Regions from separate parts of the Anser cygnoides genome. Here region 2 is linked to region 1. Evidence: chromatin contacts called from public Hi-C data. All regions are on one chromosome and are shown on one strand. Each heading gives the region's core, a stretch centred on a gene start, on an enhancer-like site or on the middle of the called end of the contact. The rest is flanking DNA. Distances are from core to core; before and after follow the strand shown. Region 1 holds the start of THUMPD1 (THUMP domain containing 1). Region 2 overlaps LOC106033474 (acyl-coenzyme A synthetase ACSM4, mitochondrial-like).

What was found. A called contact is a pair of places that touch in the nucleus more often than the background predicts.
Region 2: a Hi-C map of liver shows a contact between it and region 1, with 2.7 times the contacts expected there. The contact joins the enhancer-like site here to the promoter of THUMPD1 in region 1. A contact is called at or near these places in 2 of 7 Hi-C or Micro-C datasets (both in liver).

What each region holds. Positions count from the first base shown.
Region 1 is chr15:8,398,691-8,403,170 of Taihu_goose_T2T_genome, forward strand. It overlaps THUMPD1 (THUMP domain containing 1), which reads left to right and starts at 3,183. Exons shown (of 4, transcript XM_013177037.3): 1 at 3,183-3,395; 2 at 3,642-3,822; 3 at 4,174-4,422. The coding sequence starts at 3,183. It overlaps LOC106033473 (acyl-coenzyme A synthetase ACSM3, mitochondrial-like), which reads right to left and starts at 3,631. Exons shown (of 17, transcript XM_066977938.1): 1 at 3,613-3,631; 2 at 2,567-2,679; 3 at 876-926; 4 at 1-82.
Region 2 is chr15:8,484,354-8,489,155 of Taihu_goose_T2T_genome, forward strand. All of the region lies in intron 13 of LOC106033474 (acyl-coenzyme A synthetase ACSM4, mitochondrial-like), which reads right to left. Among named protein-coding and RNA genes, the nearest start is that of PDILT, 14 kb to the left of the region's middle. Within about 2 kb of position 2,573, at least 1 of the 3 cell types and tissues checked has open chromatin away from gene starts, as enhancers often do. A contact at or near this core is called in liver, where this site is marked.

The DNA.
Region 1 (4,480 bases), core at 1,933-4,432:
TTCTGGCACTGTCACTGCATTCAGTGACCGACTCCTGTGTTTGTTACATGTACTTTGGACTCACACAAAAGGCAGTCAAGTCCTGTCCAGTAAGAAGAGCGGACAAATTTCTGCAGAGCTCCAAGAGGGAGTAGAAAGTGAGAGTTTAAAATCTCTCCTATTTCTTTCTCCTCCCCTGCTCCCACTCACCAGCCCCTGGATAAAAACATACTTAAGACCTTGCTGCAACCAAATCACATCTGTTACATTCTGCCTAGGGCAACACAGGGAACAACAGCCTTATGATTAATTAATGGGCTGTGTGAGTACACTGCTGAGCAGGTAGCTTGGGGTACCTCAAGAAACCATAGCAGTTCAGCAATGATTGACAATGAGTATTGATTCCTGGGATGCTGCTGCTGGTGCCCTGACCAACTGTGTTAATGTGTACGCTAGAGACTTGCGAGGTTTTATAAGTGCTCTGCCTCATGTTCAGAGAACAAACAGTTAAGTTGTGCTCCAGCATTGCTGCCTCCTCTGCTCCTCTCCCACAGGAGAGATGGGAGGGAACATATGCCAACCCCTCTCTGTCCTGGCCACAGCAAGGCATCACTGCAGAGCCTGTCATCAATGTGGGCATGGCCATGGCATTGGTACATACTTTTGCCATTAGCCTCCGCTGCAAGGATGGCACTTGCCAGGGAGGTGGAGACAGCTGTAGCTTAAATTGAGGCACCAAGATTTTTTTGTAAGAGTTTGGCTGCTCAAGACCTAAGTCCTTCCTGCTGCATCTTCATTCTCTAAGGCCAGCAGAGAGATTGCTAACACCCATCAATGTGTTTGGAGCAAAACAGCCCTCTCAGTGCTGACCAGCAAGGGTGGCGCTGCAGTCTTACCTGGCATGTGCTTTTGCCTGCACTCCCTTCTGGGGTTCTGCCCATGTCAGTCTGTGACAAGCAGACAAAAAGGCAATGTTAACCAGCTCCCTGAAATGTTCATTGCAGCACAAAAAAAAAAAAAAGATTCAAAAGATTCCCCCAAACAACAAAGCTGCTCTCTACCTAGCAGTAAAGAAGGACCTGCAGTCTGCAGGAGCAACATTTTAAAAAGCTCTTTGAAATGCAAGCAACAAAATCCTCACAGAAGGCCAACAGCCTTAAAGGGATTCCCTACTCAGGTTGCATCACCCCAGAGGAGGCACAGAAGTAAACCAAACATGACAGCAACCAGCTTGTGATGTCAGTGAATGCGCCAGGAATACTTAGGAAGAAAAACCTTCCACAGTGACCAAAGTGTAAAAGAGGTGTAACTGTTTCTCTGTATTATTCTTTTGATAAAGCATAAAACTATTTTCCTGAGCACGGGCGGGTTTTTCCAAAGCCCTCAGCTCTCCTCACCACAGAAGCACCCTAGTTATGTTCTGCGTGGTGAATTGCATGTCCTCTGCACCGCTCACAGCTGCCTGCAGAAATCCTCCCTCCTGTGTGTCCTGGTTCCAGTTAGGACAGAGTTAATTTTCCTCCTAGTAGCTGGTAGGGTGCTATGTTTTGGATTAGGATGAGAAGAGCGCTGATAACATGCTGATGTTTTAATTGTTGCAGAGCAGTGTTTACACCAGGCCAAGGACTTTTCGGCTTCTCGCTCTGTCCTGCCAGCGAGCAGGCTGGGGGTGCAGCAGGAGCTGGGAGGGGACAGACCCAGGACAGCTGACCCAAACTGGCCAAAGGGGTATTCCATACCATCTGACGTCATGCTAAACAATATATAGGGGTGGCTATCCGGGGTGGGGGGCCGGCTGCTCGGGGATAGGCTGGGCATCGGTCAGCGGGTGGTGAGCAATTGCATTGTGCATCACTTGTTTTTTACATATTATTATTATTAATACTATTACCATTATCACTATTATTATTATTATTGTTATTATTATATTCCTGTCTTAATAAACTGTCTTTATCTCAACTCACCGGCTTCACTTTCCCGTTTCTCTCCCCCATCCCAGAGAGGGAGGGGGGAGGGTGAGCGAACGGCTGTGTGGTGTTTAGCTGCCAGCCGGGTTAAACCACAACACTGTGCCAGGCTGTCCCCACAGGCCCAGCTCCACAGACTATTGCTGCAACTCACCAGAACTTTGAGTCTTTCACACACCCCCAACCCAGCAAAGATTGCATGACTTTTAATTTACTTGTGATCAATAATCCCACCAAGGTATAACAATTGCTGTAGAGTTAAATGAGCCTCCAAGACTTTGCAGGAGCAAAGCTTTATATACAATGTAAATGTCATCTCCTGTTGCAGTTGTAACAGATAAATACTTCCATTCATTTATGAACTTTTTTCCCCTATTTTATCCTATGTGTAAATAACATGATAGTCCTGCCCCTAGTGCGGCCTCCTTAGCTCTGTCCTCTACCTGCTTTCACAAAATATCTTCATTTTTGATTGTCCAAAAAAGCTCAAGGGCTAACAGAGGGAGATGAGGCCCTCATGGACAGTAGTACACAGAAGCACCTTCCTTCAGAAACCAATGCTAAGTGGTGTGCATTTTTACTCTGGTAATACATTTTGAGTATTTCAAGGTTAAAATTACCTGTATGAGGAGTTTCTGTTTCAGCTGGCCCCTTTACACCATGAAAACTTCAGGAACTTGACAGGCCACTGAGGAAAGGGCCAAATAGCGGCTGTTCCTTCTGCTGGGGCGCACTCATCATGTGGAAGCAAAAAATAAAAAAAAAAAAAAAAAAAGCAGGACTGAAGCCAGCTGGCTCCATCGCTCTTGAGTGGCAGCCAGCCCACTCCCGGGCCCACCTTGCCTCCTAATTCCACAATCATTAACACAAACCGAGCCTTTAATCCCGGGACTGAATTTCCAAGCACAGAAAAAGCAACCAAGACGAGCGACTTTACTCAGCGCCGGGAGCTCAGGCTACCCTGCATAGCCGCGACGTTCCCGGGTGGCCGTCCCTCCCGAGGTAACCCACCCACCCTTTTCCGGGGGCTTTATTTATTTTTATCCCCCGGGAGCGCCGCCTGGCCTCCTGCAGCCCGGGACAGGGGGGCCTGTGGCGAGGCTCGGCCGTGAGGCGGCGCCGCATGGTGCCCCGGGCGGGGCGGCGCTGACGCCATCGCGGTGCGCGGCGGCGGCGGGGCTGGTGTCGGTGTCTGTGTGTCTGTCGGTCGGTCGGTCCCGGTCCCGGTCCCAGTCCATGGCCACAGCGGAGCCGGTGGCGGCGCGGAAGCGGCGGCCCAAGGGCCACTTCGCGGCGGCGAGGGCCAAGCGGCCCCGCGGCGGCGGGCGACAGCTGGAGGCCGGCATGCGCGGCATCCTCATCACCTGCAACATGAACGAGCGCAAGTGCGTGGGGGAGGCCTACAGCCTGCTCGGCGAGTACGGGGACCTGCTCTACGGGCCCGAGCAGGTGCGTGCGGGCTGCCCCGGCGGTGACGGGCGTTCCCCTCGGCGTGGTGGTGGTAAGGGCCTGCCTGGGGGGGAGCGGCGCAGCCTTTCTGTCCCTAGCTGCACCCCGCAGTGCCCCCCGGGGGTGTCGGCTTCCACAAGTGAAGCCCTGTGTAGCCCACCTGGTGATGTGGCCCCTGCCGGGTTTTAAGCTTTCAGCACTTTTGCCCTGTACTTACTGAAGTAGGGACGTGCTTTGTGTGAACAGTTTTCAGATCCCGAGGAGCGGCTCTCTGGAAGCGAGAGGGAAGAGGATGAAGACGACGTTGAGGCTGCCCTGAAGAAGGAGGTCGATCAGATCCGCACCTCGACGGAGCAGAAGCTGCGGCGGTTCCAGTCGGTGGAGAGCGGCGCCAACAACGTGGTCTTCATCAGGACCCGGGGCATAGGTGGGACACAGACACTGTATGGTGCTGCAGGGATATGCTTCTCTGAACAGCATCGGTTACAGGCCGCAGTGTGGCTGCCCAGGAGCTTGTGTATGCCAGACAAAGAGAGTTTCTCCTTCCCTTTAACCTTCCTGCTGAATTCTGTCATAAACAGAGTTGCTAAAAGTAGAGGAGTCTGCTTTGACAAAATGATCCTCAGGTATCCAGTTCTGGTGTATTAAAACAATTCTCCCCAGTAAACAATTTGAGGCGGACCGCAGTGCAGCTAAGCATGCATTTTCCTGGCTTATTAAAGGGGGGGGGGGGAAGCGCCTCCAGTTTGTTTCTCATACCTAGCTGTTTGTCTTTTAGAACCTGAAAACCTGGTGCACCATATATTAAAGGACATGCATGCCACTAAAAAGAAGAAAACAAGAGTCATTCTGCGCATGCTGCCCATTTCTGGAACTTGCAAGGCTTTTATGGAAGACATGAAAAAATACACGGAAACATTTTTTGAGCCCTGGTTTAAAGCCCCTAATAAGGGTACTTTCCAGATTGTTTACAAAGCTCGTAATAACAGTCATATGAGTAGGGAAGAAGTAATTAAGGAATTGGCAGGTATGTATAGATTTCACATAGAATGAAAACAAGTATAGAAGCAGCCACAATTGTGTGG
Region 2 (4,802 bases), core at 1,323-3,822, 85 kb after region 1:
TACTATTTAATTCTCCTGCTTTAAGGACAGAACAAGTTTTTCATAGAACTGCAACACCATGAGGTCAAATCGAAGTCTCACTTAGCAGCAACAACAAACCTCAGGATCCCTGATACCAGGGTGCTGGTTCAGAAGAGATCAGCCTCTTTGCCACCAGCATCAGCTCCCATCCCAGCTGGGCAGCGTGGGATGCAGTTAACACCAGGTGCTTCTCAGCACCCTTGTCATTTACAAAATCAAACATCACACAAACAGTTCTAGCACTAAGCATGCCAAAGCTCTTTTAATTATACACAAATGAAGAGGTCAGTTCTCTTGTGCACCTCAAACAAGCTCTCTGGGACGCTGCCAGTAGGGCCCTGCACAAAGTAAACGTGCTCACTGCTGGACATGGGCATTCACTAACGAACAGAAGCCCTTACCTGATATCCTGGGAGATCAGATTAGAGAGTGAATGAGACAAACTGAATCCAGAAGAGGACGTGTCAGCGTGCCTTCCCTTTGCTGCTCTCAGCATGATGAAATTTGAATGGCAAGCAGCGTCACCAATATATTTTGAACAACTATTAAACACAGAAAGCTATAATCTTTTAATTAGTTTATCCACAGAAAAACACAGCAAGCAATGTTCAGCACCACTCTATCTGGCAGATTGGTTTACCATTCAAGATAATGAAAAAATATTAATTTTCACTGCTCCTACCCACTGTATGTGAGACTCAATCCAGAAGCTGCTATCTATCCTATTATAAGGTGCATGATGACATATTAATGAAAACATGTGCCATCTTGGCAAATGATGGTCTCATTTCTATTCCAGCCACTCAGATGTTGTATAAAGACAAGGGGCCAAGTGCAGACTCACCTGCCGTGCCCTGGTGCATGGCAAGAGGTACAAATCTACTTGATGGAGCATCTGGTAAAAGTCTGCCTGTAAGACACGGTCCTCCTGCGGTGTGACGTCTGTCTTGTTCCCAGCTGGGCTGGGTTCCTCCGGCCCTGGACCACAGCAGGATGTGCCCTCAGTGCCCACAAGTGGCCTTGCCTGGTCATTTTCCATCTGACCCAAGACAGTTCCAAAATATTTTACTGGAACCAAAATTTAAACCAGATTCAGCTGACCCACTAACTCACTTCCCCTATGATGCCAACCTCTGCCAGTTTAATAAACAGAACTTGCACTGCCTCTATGGTGGCTCCTCAACTGGCACAAGCAGAACTGAGTCCCAGAAGTTTAAAACTGAATCACTTTCTCAAGCTTTACTAAGTTAAATGCTATTTTACTATAGACTAAACAGGAGAGCATTTCATCATAACTGTGCTCAGACATTCTAAAAATTATTTAAATCCATGCAAAAAAAATCAATGTTTATTAATCAAATTTGTTCCTGTAAATGAGTATCAGTGAGCACACAAATATCACTGGTTTTTAATCATTTGAAAAATTTCCGCATGCACACAAATAAGCCCTATCAATTAAAACTGACAGGACTAAGTAAAGAGATATCAATGTGCACCGTCTATAGAGCTCATTTAATCTGTAGCACCAAGATGGTTTGGAGCCGTGGAAACAAAACTCTCAGCCAGGAATCTTACTTATAAAGGCATTCAAAATCAGTGTGAGGCATAGCAAAGATTAATAAAAAAAAAAAAGGGGTGCATTGTGAACTGTCCCCAAGAAATGCTGACTTTATTTTTTTTAAAACACTAAATGGCTGCCTATTCAGCCCTAAAATACAAGTTTTGAACACCTTGCAGATGGCAATTCACCTCATTAAGTTCTTTTCTTAAATCCTAAGGAAGAAAAATATGGTTCAGAATTGACAATCATCCACAAACACTCAGATGCACAGTGAAAACAATCAGTCCTAAAGAGAACTGAATTATTCTTTTAGTCTCTACCACAGCTTCGTCCTAGCTTAAGTCCCCTGGAAGTACTCTCAGCGTGCATGCACATTTCTATCAAAACCAGCCTTCTGAACAGTCAGTGCAACTGTGCATTTGGATTAATCTCTTCTAATGTACAGTGGTTCTGTTTCTGTTGGTATGCTGTTGCCAGCTGAGCTAGGATGTTTGGGGACTAGTGTGACAAAGGCCAGGCAAAACTCTGCTGTTTCATTAATCTTGGAGGAGTCGGCTGTTTCACATGGCACACTACTGGATCCAGATGAACACACCTCCCCGCCGTGTCCTCAGCTACCAGGTTCACCTTGGAAAGTATTTGCTCTACGTGAAACATTAGCAGGGCTAGCACCACGCCAGATCTACTGCCCACTCCTGGCAGGACGAGGAGGGACGGGCTCCTGACCCACAGCCGACGGGCAGAAGCTACGCCGAAGCTGAGGGATTTACTGAACGGGGACCCCACGCTTCACAAGGCTGCATTTGTGCATCAGCGCTTACCCACCGTGCAGAGAACAAGCAACTAAGGCATCGTTTCCTCCACCTCCCCAGCAAGCCAGACCTTGCTGCATTTCATTTCAGCTCTCCTGGGCAAATACATGTTACCAATAGCTGCAGCCAGTGAATAATAAATATTAATAAAGCGTTTAATTGGAATCTTATTGAAAAGCACTTTCACCAGCACAGCTGGCAAGAGCCCCCTCGAACAAATGCTGTCTCCTTGCCAAGTACAGCATAGGTAGAATCGTAATTAGAGGCTACGGTATCCCCATGTGTAAACATCACTGCTCAAGCATGAGCTTTTCGAAGCATGTATTTAATAGACCGCGATAATGTGGGGCTTCTACCTAATTTTTCCTTCCCTGGCCTTGTTTTTGAGCAGGTGCTAAGTATTTCTCCTCTTCAGAGGCAAAGCTACCGGTTCATAAGCTGAGCTGCCTTCTTTATAGAGCTGGAGCAGGTTCTAGCTGGGAAGGTAGGATTTCTCCCTGCAGGACTGCCTAACCACTACCACACTGAGTGTAGCAGTCCCACAGCCCTCAGCGTTCACAGCCAGGAGCCAGGAGCCCAGGCTTCTCACCAAAGATGGGAATTTCACTTCCAGTCAATGTAGCTGGTTGTGGCTCTGGTCCTTACTTTACTGAGGCAAAAAGAGGCTTGGCTCCTTAACCCACGTCCTCTTAAGTTCATCTCTGTATTTTGCACTCCAAGTTCTGTGCACTACCACTTACTTCAGCACTGAGTTTGAACTCGTGCCTTTCTTGCTCAGATGCCTCCTGCAAGCATAAGGGGGGAAAAAAGCTCTGCTGAAGGTGAAGTGAAAATTCCCCGACTTCAGTGGACCAAGGCAACCACAGTTGCATGGAGGACTGGCCACATTGCAAAACCCTGTATTGCTGTTTTACACGGGCTATACAGCAGCAAGTGCCTCACAGAATACTTGGTTTTATGTGTGGCGACTACAGCTTTTGTAAGAGCTAAGGGTGGGATTTAACCACCTTCCCAGTCATGTTAACTATATGCCTCTATACTATTTTTTTCTAGTCCTTGATAATTTCCCATGTAATCCTTTATTAAGGCTCAGTGAAGGAAGAGACTTGGACACTTTAGTCCATACTTGATTGACGATCTTTGCTGTAAATCCCTCTGTTTATTTGCTCAGAAGAAACCCTTGAACTAAGATGCTGGCTGGCATAAGAATTAATCAGAACATTTCCTCAGAGGGCACATCAGGGTGGAAATGTGAAGAATGTGCTCCTAAGCAACCAGGGGACTTCGTACTGGGTGGGGAAGATGGGTTTTTGTTGAGTAGTCATTGCTGAAAGTGAACAGTAGTTTGTGATATGTGAAAAGAAAATCCATTTGGATAAACTAATGTCTTCATTTTGAAATTCATTTCATTTTGTGACCTGAAGTCTCTTCTTCCAGCTGACAGCCACTGTGGTTTTTGTTTTTGAATGATCAAATCTTTGCATACAAATTCTCATTCTTACTGGAATCGTCCAAAGGACTTTTCCAAATCCATTTATTCTTTTATAATCTGGTTCCTAGTAATGTATTCGAGCCTAGTATTGACAACATTTCAGTCATACAGGCCGATGAGAAATAAGGCGGTATGACTTCAGGAAGAAAAAAAATCACTGAGTGGTAAACAATACAAATTAAAGGCCATCATTCAGCACAAGATTTGGAAGTGTCAGAAAAGCAAACCAGGCAGAGCTTAAGTGAGTGAGCTGGCAAGTAAAAAGGACACGATAAGCCTAACTTTCCAGGAAGCCAGCGCAGCAAGTTTCTTCATTAGCAATGCCCAAAGCACATCTGACTGCTCCATTAATGCCACCTGCTGGTAAACAGCAAGATCTTGTTCTTCTGTGTTGACCCCCTGGGGGACTCGCTGACCTGGGGACAGAACACGAGCACCACAGGGTCAAAGATCATACTTGGAAGGGAAGAGACCTCATGGACAGCCCCCGTGAGGACCCTAAGGATCCCATCCCTGTATTCACATTACAGAAGTGTTCAATGAAGGTTCTACCAGATCATTCACATCCATATGTAACACTTACCAAGCTCTAGCATTTCTGGAAAGATCAGCTGAGCACTAAGTACATTTTCCAATAAATGCAAATAACCAGAGACTTCCAGTTAATTAAAGCTGACGGAGCTATTCACAAGAGGGGTAACTGGCCTGTTGGAAGTAGACTGATTGATGTATTTTTTCTTAAACTAAAACATTGAGACAAAAAAAATATTTCTGAAACGAAAAAAAAAGGGTCTCAAAAATCTTTCTGTAGTGTCTTCCTGAGTGGTATTAAAATGTTTTGCCTAATTCTACAAATTTAAAACAACTGAACACCTGAAGACGTGCTACATGTGGGAAATATCTCTGGACTTTTTGG